Regions from separate parts of the Hordeum vulgare genome. Here regions 1 and 2 are each linked to region 3. The links are chromatin contacts, called in public Hi-C maps. All regions are on one chromosome and are shown on one strand. The core of a region is the stretch at or near the end of the contact, and the rest is flanking DNA. Distances in the headings are between cores, read along the strand shown. Region 1 has its middle 410 kb from the start of LOC123430153. Region 2 has its middle 7.8 kb from the start of LOC123430152. Region 3 has its middle 250 kb from the start of LOC123430152.

What was found. A called contact is a pair of places that touch in the nucleus more often than the background predicts.
Region 1: a Hi-C map of leaf shows a contact between it and region 3, with 2.4 times the contacts expected there. The contact joins two enhancer-like sites. A contact is called at or near these places in 3 of 6 Hi-C or Micro-C datasets (leaf and seedling).
Region 2: a contact with region 3 is called in a Hi-C map of leaf, with 8 times the contacts expected there. The contact joins two enhancer-like sites. A contact is called at or near these places in 2 of 6 Hi-C or Micro-C datasets (both in leaf).

What each region holds. Positions count from the first base shown.
Region 1 is chr2H:396,463,272-396,466,132 of MorexV3_pseudomolecules_assembly, forward strand. No RefSeq gene overlaps it. Among protein-coding and RNA genes, the nearest start is that of LOC123430153, 410 kb to the right of the region's middle. Within about 2 kb of position 1,365, at least 2 of the 3 cell types and tissues checked have open chromatin away from gene starts, as enhancers often do. A contact at or near this core is called in leaf, where this site is marked.
Region 2 is chr2H:395,801,103-395,803,802 of MorexV3_pseudomolecules_assembly, forward strand. No RefSeq gene overlaps it. Among protein-coding and RNA genes, the nearest start is that of LOC123430152, 7.8 kb to the right of the region's middle. Within about 2 kb of position 1,344, at least 3 of the 3 cell types and tissues checked have open chromatin away from gene starts, as enhancers often do. A contact at or near this core is called in leaf, where this site is marked.
Region 3 is chr2H:396,058,752-396,061,451 of MorexV3_pseudomolecules_assembly, forward strand. No RefSeq gene overlaps it. Among protein-coding and RNA genes, the nearest start is that of LOC123430152, 250 kb to the left of the region's middle. Within about 2 kb of position 1,265, at least 2 of the 3 cell types and tissues checked have open chromatin away from gene starts, as enhancers often do. A contact at or near this core is called in leaf, where this site is marked.

The DNA of each region.
Region 1 (2,861 bases), core at 115-2,614, 400 kb after region 3:
AACATGTTACGGTATCTACCTATGTTACTCTAACCCTCTCTCTCTTCTTTAATTGTCTGCCACATCAGCATGTTTGCTAGTCGCAAGAGCATGATACTACCTAAGTTACTCCCACTATGGCCATCCTTAGGCTGCCCGTAATGGTAGTATCATAGGTAGTATCATGCATGCCAACTAGGCAATTTCGATGAGGTGGCGTAGAATTAAATAAAGAAAGAGAGGGTTGAGTATCATATCATGATACGGTATAATATTAAATGATCTGTTACTATGTGTCTTGCATGATAATAAATAAACTATCCTATGATACTAATATATGATACTATGGTATAATATTAAATGATGTGTTACTATGTGTCTTGCATGATAATAAATAAACTACCCTATGATACTAATATATGATACTATGCATTACGGATATGATATGATATACTAGTATCATATGCATGATACTTGTATATGATACTACCCATTACAACCTGCCTTACTGGTGGTGTGCCAAATCATCCCATACCATTACTACTTCTAATGTTAATGACGTGGTCACTATAATGAGAGTACCAATGAGGTGCACATTCATTCACACGCCGGCACTAAAAATTTCACAAAACGAAAATACATACATCCAAATACATTCATATGTACATCAAATACATACATACGTTTCATCTGTATGTCAAAATCTATACATTCCGTTCATACATCCAATAGATCGTATAGTCCCATAAATCAAATACATACATGCGCGGCGTTGGGCGGACCGGCAGGAAGCTGCGGCGAGGGTGCGCTTGGAGGGGAATGGGTGGTGGTCTTCTTCAACAGATCTTGCGAGGTGGCGCCGAACACCCTCTCCAGCGCTGACCGGAGATCGACCATGGGATAATGGCGGATGCCCGTACTCGTCCACGACTTAAACGGTGATGACCATGTCCATTTCAAGATCTAGCCGCGCATCGAAGAGGTGATGGGACCCCACCGAGTCACTGCCTCGCACCACGCCGCCATGCATCGACTGGATCCAAGCCGCCTCACCAGCGCGGATTATAGAGTTTCTTGTGGCCGCGCGAGGTGGTGGGGGTGGGCTTCTTGTGCATGCTGTGGCCGCTAATGGTGATGTGGTGGAATGCTGGTGTAGAGAGATGGGATAACAGGAGAAGAGATCATGGGGGAGGGAAAGAGATGGCGTCGCTCGGGGAGGAGATCGCGAGGATAGAGGAAATCATGGATGTTGTAAAAGACGGAACGAGAGTAACACCAGATAAGGAGAGAGATATATTTCTTTTTGCTACCCATAAAAGGTGTGTGGATGTGCTGATTCTTAGCATTTTTTTCTTTGGGTGATGTGTGGACGTGGTGCCTCCACTTTTTGGTGTGGTCCTAAAAATTGAATTGCTGGCGACTGGCGTGTATAGATACAAGTTATCTATGGCATGTGTGCTAATTTGCACGCCAAAAGTAATTAGTCTAAATTTCAATTATTTTGAAATTGACTGATCCAACTATTAGTGGCATGAAAAAAAATCCAACGCCATCGGTCTGGTTGATAATTATGGCGTGAAATAATTTACACATCACCATCAACTTTCGGTCGGGCAAGCTGTTACATTACATATACCTTTGGCGTGAAAAAAATCCAACGCCACTAATAAGGCTATAGTAGTGGCGTATGAAATATGCTCACACCATCACCATTTGAAAAAAATAACGGTAACGTGGATTAAAAATGGTGCGCCATCAATAAAAGTTATGGCTAGCCATTTCTCCATTAGTGTTTGAATGAGAAAGTGAATGCTCTTATGAATATGGTTGCTAGTAAACATGCTCATGCTGATCTCAATGATATGCCTTTGTCTACCTTCATTGAGGAAAATGATGATGCTATTGATGTGAACTTTATCTGGCAAAACAATTTCAACAATAATATTTATAGATGAAATTTCAACACTCGACCGTACTCTGGTAACTACTCTAATAATTGTGGAAATTATTATGGAATTTTTTCTCCAAATAATAATAGTTTATCCTCTCATTTTTATAACACCATTAAAGAATTCATTAGTTCTTAAAAGATTTTTAATACTATGGTAAAATAAAAGTTGCATAAAGTTGATGATTTGGCTAGGAACATGGATAGAATTGCTCTTGATGTGGAAACTCTTAAAAATAAAAATCTGCTAGCAAATCATGATATCAATGAGTCCATTATATCCATACAAATATCTATTAATGAAAGTAAGGAGAGGATTACAAGGTTGAGACCCAAACAAGAATTCTTAGAAAAGCTTCTTCCACCCGGTTTTTACCGTAATCATGATGAAGATCTTAAAATGATAGGTACTTCTCCCATTCAATCTTTGTTTACTAATCTGAAATTAGATTATAAAGGGACTAGACATGATTCAAATTTACCTAGAAGGCGTACCGTTTGTTCACAGGGTGATGATTCTAATGATAAAAATGAAATATTGGGTTTGGATAGGCCAAAACTTTAAATAGTGATGTGGCCACTATATTGGATTACAAAGACTTTAATTTTGAGAGTTTCTATTTAGTAAAATGTATTTGCTTTCTGCAATCCCTTATTAGCTCACCCAATTCTTATGAACAAAATAATGCTTTTACTGAACACATAGTAGAAGCAATGATAAAAGCTTATGATAAGAAACTTGAGCTAGAACTTTAAATACATACAAAGTTGCATGATGAATGGGAACCTACTATGAAAATTAAGCTCAAAGATTATGAATGAAATGCTTTGTGTGACCTTGGTGCTAGTGTTTCAACAATACCTAAATCTCTATGTGATGTCCTTGTTGTCACCGGTATACACGAGCGTTCCTACTTGCATCTTGCGGATTCTA
Region 2 (2,700 bases), core at 94-2,593, 260 kb before region 3:
AACTAGAATGTGGGAAAAAACTTTCAGATTTTTTTATGAAACATATATACTGAAAACAATATCTTCTACTAAAAAAATCTCATTTTGTATATTTATGTCGGACCAAAAAATGTGAAAGTGTTTTCCTACATTGTAGTTAGAATGATTTGTTGTACTTCAAAGTTTGAAGTTCATATGTTGTTTTGTTTTGAAGAAACAAAAAAGAAAAAATTCCATATAGTAAGTTAGTTGTGTAACACAAATCTCAAAGCAAGATTGGAGGATAATGATAAGAGGTGTCCAGAAGCCTATGCTTTCTAAATCCGGGTCCCACATTTTGGAGATATGACGATGACGTGAAAGTTGATGATCAAATTTGGCAAACGTGGTATATTTTGGCGGCCGATCTATGCAAGTAATGTAAGTTATATATGTCTATATAGTCTAGTTTAACTTTGTTTTGCACATGTTCATATGCCAAAAGTTTACTTTGCATTAATATATTCAAGCATTATGAGATTTCTTTCGAATTTGATGGGTAAGTTAGCAAAGGCTTTCACCCAACAGCCAACGCCATAAATATTTTCCTCCTCTAGTGCAACATGGATGGACAAGATCCTCGTCGTTGCAACATCAAGAACCAGAGGCGTTGCTCGCTAGGGAAACGCTTGTGATATTTAGTAAAAGTTACAGGGTGTTTGCTAAAATCGCCATTACTATATTTAACTCTTGGCGCTTGCCTTTTTCATGACGCCCAAACTATTTTGCAAAAGTAATGTCGATATCTGTTATTTCACGTGCGACGCTAACTAACTACTCCCTTTGTAAACTAATATAAAAGAATTAGATTAATGTTTTAAATACTTTTATATTAGTTTAGGAGGAAGCATTTCTCTAAGAGTTTCCTATCAATGGGACCACTGTGACCCAAAGTATATACAGGGGAGAACTAGATGAGGGGGCATCCATGACCATGGAAAAATGCACCCAATTTTCAAAAGATGCATTTTAATCTCGTTTAAAAATGTAAAAAACAACAGAAAATTTCATGCATACATGTTCTTAAACGTGTGTGCACAGTTTTGTGAAGAAATATTGTTTTTTTTGTCTATGCAGAAAACACAAATGTCAATGCTTCTAAATAGCATTTCACGAGACAATCTTTTGTTTTTTCTGCACAGGCTACAAAAAGATATTTTTCCGTGCAACTTTATACGTGTACGTCAAACATGGAGAAGTACCCGTGTAACCTTTTTCATATCTTTTAGCATTTAAAAATATATTTTTAAAAGTGGGTATGTATGTATCTGGATTTATCCATGCACTTCACAGAACTGGATAGCACCTATACAAGGCAGGTCCTATGCGGCGCCTTAACCGTCCGCTAGATAAACCCGCGCCTGCATGCTCCTTCTCGTGGGCCGGCTCATATTAAATGTGTTCATAGAATTAAAAAAAATCAGATTTGCGAAAATAGTTCAATGTCTATAAAAAAAGTTCACCGATTTCCGAAATATGTTTATGTATTTGCAAAAAGTTCGCAGGATTCAAAAAAGAATTTATCGATTTTCAAAAAAAAGTTCATCGGTTTTTAAAAACAGTCACTGAATTTGAAAAAAAGTTTACAAATTTTAAATTATGTTTTCCGATTTTCCAAAAAGCTCATGGATTTAAAAAAAATCAATGACTTTTAAAAAGTTCACCGATTTTTTAAACAAATCATCGATTCCGAAAAAAGTTCATGGGATAAAACACAGACCTGATGTCTAAATGGGCCGGACCATACGGAATGCTGCAGGCGCCGGTTAACAAAATTTGCCTTTAGCTGGCGCCTGTGGCGCTTAATAGGGTTTCTCCGTATACAACACCCAATTGATCTAACTGGTCCTGATGCACGGAAGTCAATGGGCCGGCCTAGCTATGTGTTCGTTTACTCTATGGAGATTGACTGGTGGAGCAGCGACCGTTAATCACATCGAGTTGATCGTTGACTTTTATCTGTATTATAAAAGGCACGAGAATGCACATCCAATTAGGAATATTAATAGTCGGATTAATAATCTAACGATTGTTAAGCATACTTGCTGAAAAACTTGGGCCTTGTATGAAATAAGTCATTGGTTCATTATAGACCAAGTTTCTTCACTCCACATTAAAGTGGATACTTATCCGCCACCCCTTATAGCTATATAAAGAGGAGAGCACCCCATTGTACAGAACACTTATCAATGATGAATAAAGAAAGACTTCCCTCTACTTTTTTGTGTCAATTTTACTTTTTGTATGTACGCGTAATCGACTACGACGCTATTTTCGCTCCGCAACCTTGGACCGGACTCGCCGGCAGGAGTTGTGAAAGACGTTATCAGCACGCATCGCTCCACCAACTTTTCGTCAAGCTCGCATCAAGCCTGCATCGAGAGGGCTTTCGTCGTTCTCGCGGAGGTATGGATCCGAATTTTCTTTGCAAAAAATGGATTCCCATTATCATTGTGATTCCATTTTTGTAATTTTTCAGATTAGTTTTACCTACGATGTATGTTTTTCCCGCGAGATCGCGGCGGACTGGTTGTCGTCCGCCAATGTGAATCGATCTCGAGTCACTACATATAGGAAGATGGTGCTCATGCTCCCGACGAGCACGACACTGCCACGATGCATCAGTTGTGTGCACGTGTCGTCTCGCTGGTCGGCACTTTTCAAAGATATTCTCATCTTCCC
Region 3 (2,700 bases), core at 15-2,514:
AAAAAAACACATCAAACAAGCGATCAATCACATCCTGGTGCAAGCAAATTTAATTCATAATGCTTGTGATTCAAGAGAAGCTCATGGAGCACGTGTCGTTTGGAGCTACCTGTAATTTCCGGGGAGTAAAACGCACCAATCTATAACTATATGAGATGCGTCAAGTTAGTCTTAAAACATAAAAAAATGATGATTCAGGTCCCGAAAGCTTGTATGTTGTTCATCACGGATCGTAAATATGCCAGACCAATTTTTTGCAGAAACGTAGGAAAGTGTTCCAAGGTGTGCTTCAATAATCCACATCCAATCTTTTGAGAATTTAAATTAAGTTTATAAAAACAAAATTACCAAAAGTTGCGCAGATATGAAAATTAATATCATAGTTAGACAGCTGGACAAGCAAAGTACACAAAACAATCTGGATAATCATGAAAGTTCAGACTACGAACAATTGTGGTGCAAAAAATTGGTAAAAAATCCAAGCTTCAAATAGAAAGTGAAAAAAGATCCATGCCCGAGAGTTGTCTTTTCTAGCATATGCTCGTTCAGCAATGTTGTCTTTCCCCCATATGTTCGAACACATTTACTATCAAGACAGTATTTTAAAATGGGATGTGTGTGATCTCTTTTCATCCACACTGTACTTCCTATTTGCCAATAGATAATTCAGTTCCATTTCAGATAAACAAACACAGAACCGCAGGAAGCAAAGTTATTGTGTGTAATATTTGTAGAAATCAGTTGCCTTCAGATAAGCAAAGTAAGCACAGGTAGAACGATAATTGGCTTGCCGTGAAAACATTCATCATCTTCTTGGAACTGTAACTTGGCTTAGTCTTGCCGGCATTCAGTCTCTCCAAGTAGATACACGGAATCTCATCCTTTGATGAACTGATGTTACTACATCTGACTTTTTCCAAGCAGATTGCTTTAGATATCTTCGTCATGGGATGCTGGACCTTTGCTTAGTCTTGCTGGCATTCAATCTCTCCAAATAGATACAGGGGAATCTCATTCTTTGATGAAGTGATATTACTACATCAGACTTTTCCCAAGCAGATTGCTTTACATATCATCACCATGGGATGTTGGAATATTTGGATGCAAAAGGAATGGACAGATTTTAAAAAATGAAGTACCACGAATGGCAAAAAAATGTAGATTATCTCGGTCGGTGGAGTTGGTTAGCTGCAGAATAATTTGCGTGGATGTGAGGAGAGGCCGCCACTAGACCTTCCAATGGCAGTGCGGCCCGGACAGGTACAGCAGTAGTACAGGGCCCTGTAGACGACGTACGTGGTCGCTCCCGTGGGGAGCCACAGAAAGGATGAGGTGGGCCTCGGAAATCGACGGCGCGCGTGCGCAGGCATGTGGCCGGGGGCGACGGCGCATCGCCTCACGTGGCCGCGGCGCTGGCCTTTTTGATTTGAACCGCCCGGTCCCGCGCCTTTGCATTCCCCGACCGGACGGCGACGTCGACCGGTCGTGCGGGTGCCACTTGCGCTCACACCGAGGGGAAAATTGACTATTTATCATTAAATTCGTTGGAATTTGATTATAACTAGAAAGTTGATTTTTTATTGACAAAACATAGCTAGGGACTTGATTGTGAGAGATGATTAGTGCTAGGAAAGAAAAAGAAGATCTCACACACATGTCGTATACAAATACAAGTACGTGCTTGGTGATCATCTCATAGTCATAACTACATGCATCGTTCCATCCCTCCATCCAAACCTAACCGTCGCAACTCATAAGGCAACGCCTCTTCAACCCTAGGCGACGAACTCATCAACCGGTGGACCGACAGCCGGCCAGTCAACGCATCTATAGTTGGGCGAACGTTCGACTAGCCGTTCATAAGTCTTCAACATTGTTTCAACATAGCTACACAACTCAGAGTCTAGCTAGCACTCGAGTATAAGCTGATCTGAAGGCATGGGACAGTGCAATCTTTTGTTTCGCTGCTAGGGTCGTAGCAGGTCAAAACACAAAGAAAAGTAAGATCGTAGTTTGTAGCACGGGTGCATCCATATTTGTTTTTTCCTTTCCTTCTTTCTTTATCAGTTTTTTTCATTTTTATCTCGTTGTGTAGCTATCGATCCGGTACTTGTTTTTTTTGTAGCAATCGATTTATATATGATCTGTATATGGTCCGTGTATGCGTGAGATTTTTTCTATTTTTCCAGCACTAATCATCTCTTACGCTCTAGTCCCTAGTTAATATTTTGTTAATAAAAAATCAACTTTGTAGTTATAATTTAATTGCAACAAACTTAATAACAAATAGTCAATTTTCCCCACAGCGAGAGGGATGTCTGCCCGAGAAGACTAGACGCGCACGGGGGAGGATATCCATCCAAATACAGCTTCTGTTGACAGCTCGCTTAGTTCGCTTACGCTCGCAGAGCCACATACGCGGAAAACCTTCGAGTGGACGATTACTGTTTTGTCCTGTCGGCTCGACACCTGTATGGAATTCTACATAGCTAGAATCTATAGATATTTGTTATTCCCTCCGTAAACTAATATAAAAACATTTAGAACATTATTTTACTAATCTAAACACTCTTATATTAACCAACAGAGGAAGTATTATTCTATTCTACTCCCCTTATAAAAATAAAAAACATGTTCTGACACTGTCAGAGTAAGTATTAGGCTTCTACAGATATTTTTAGTTATTCTATTCTATGAGAG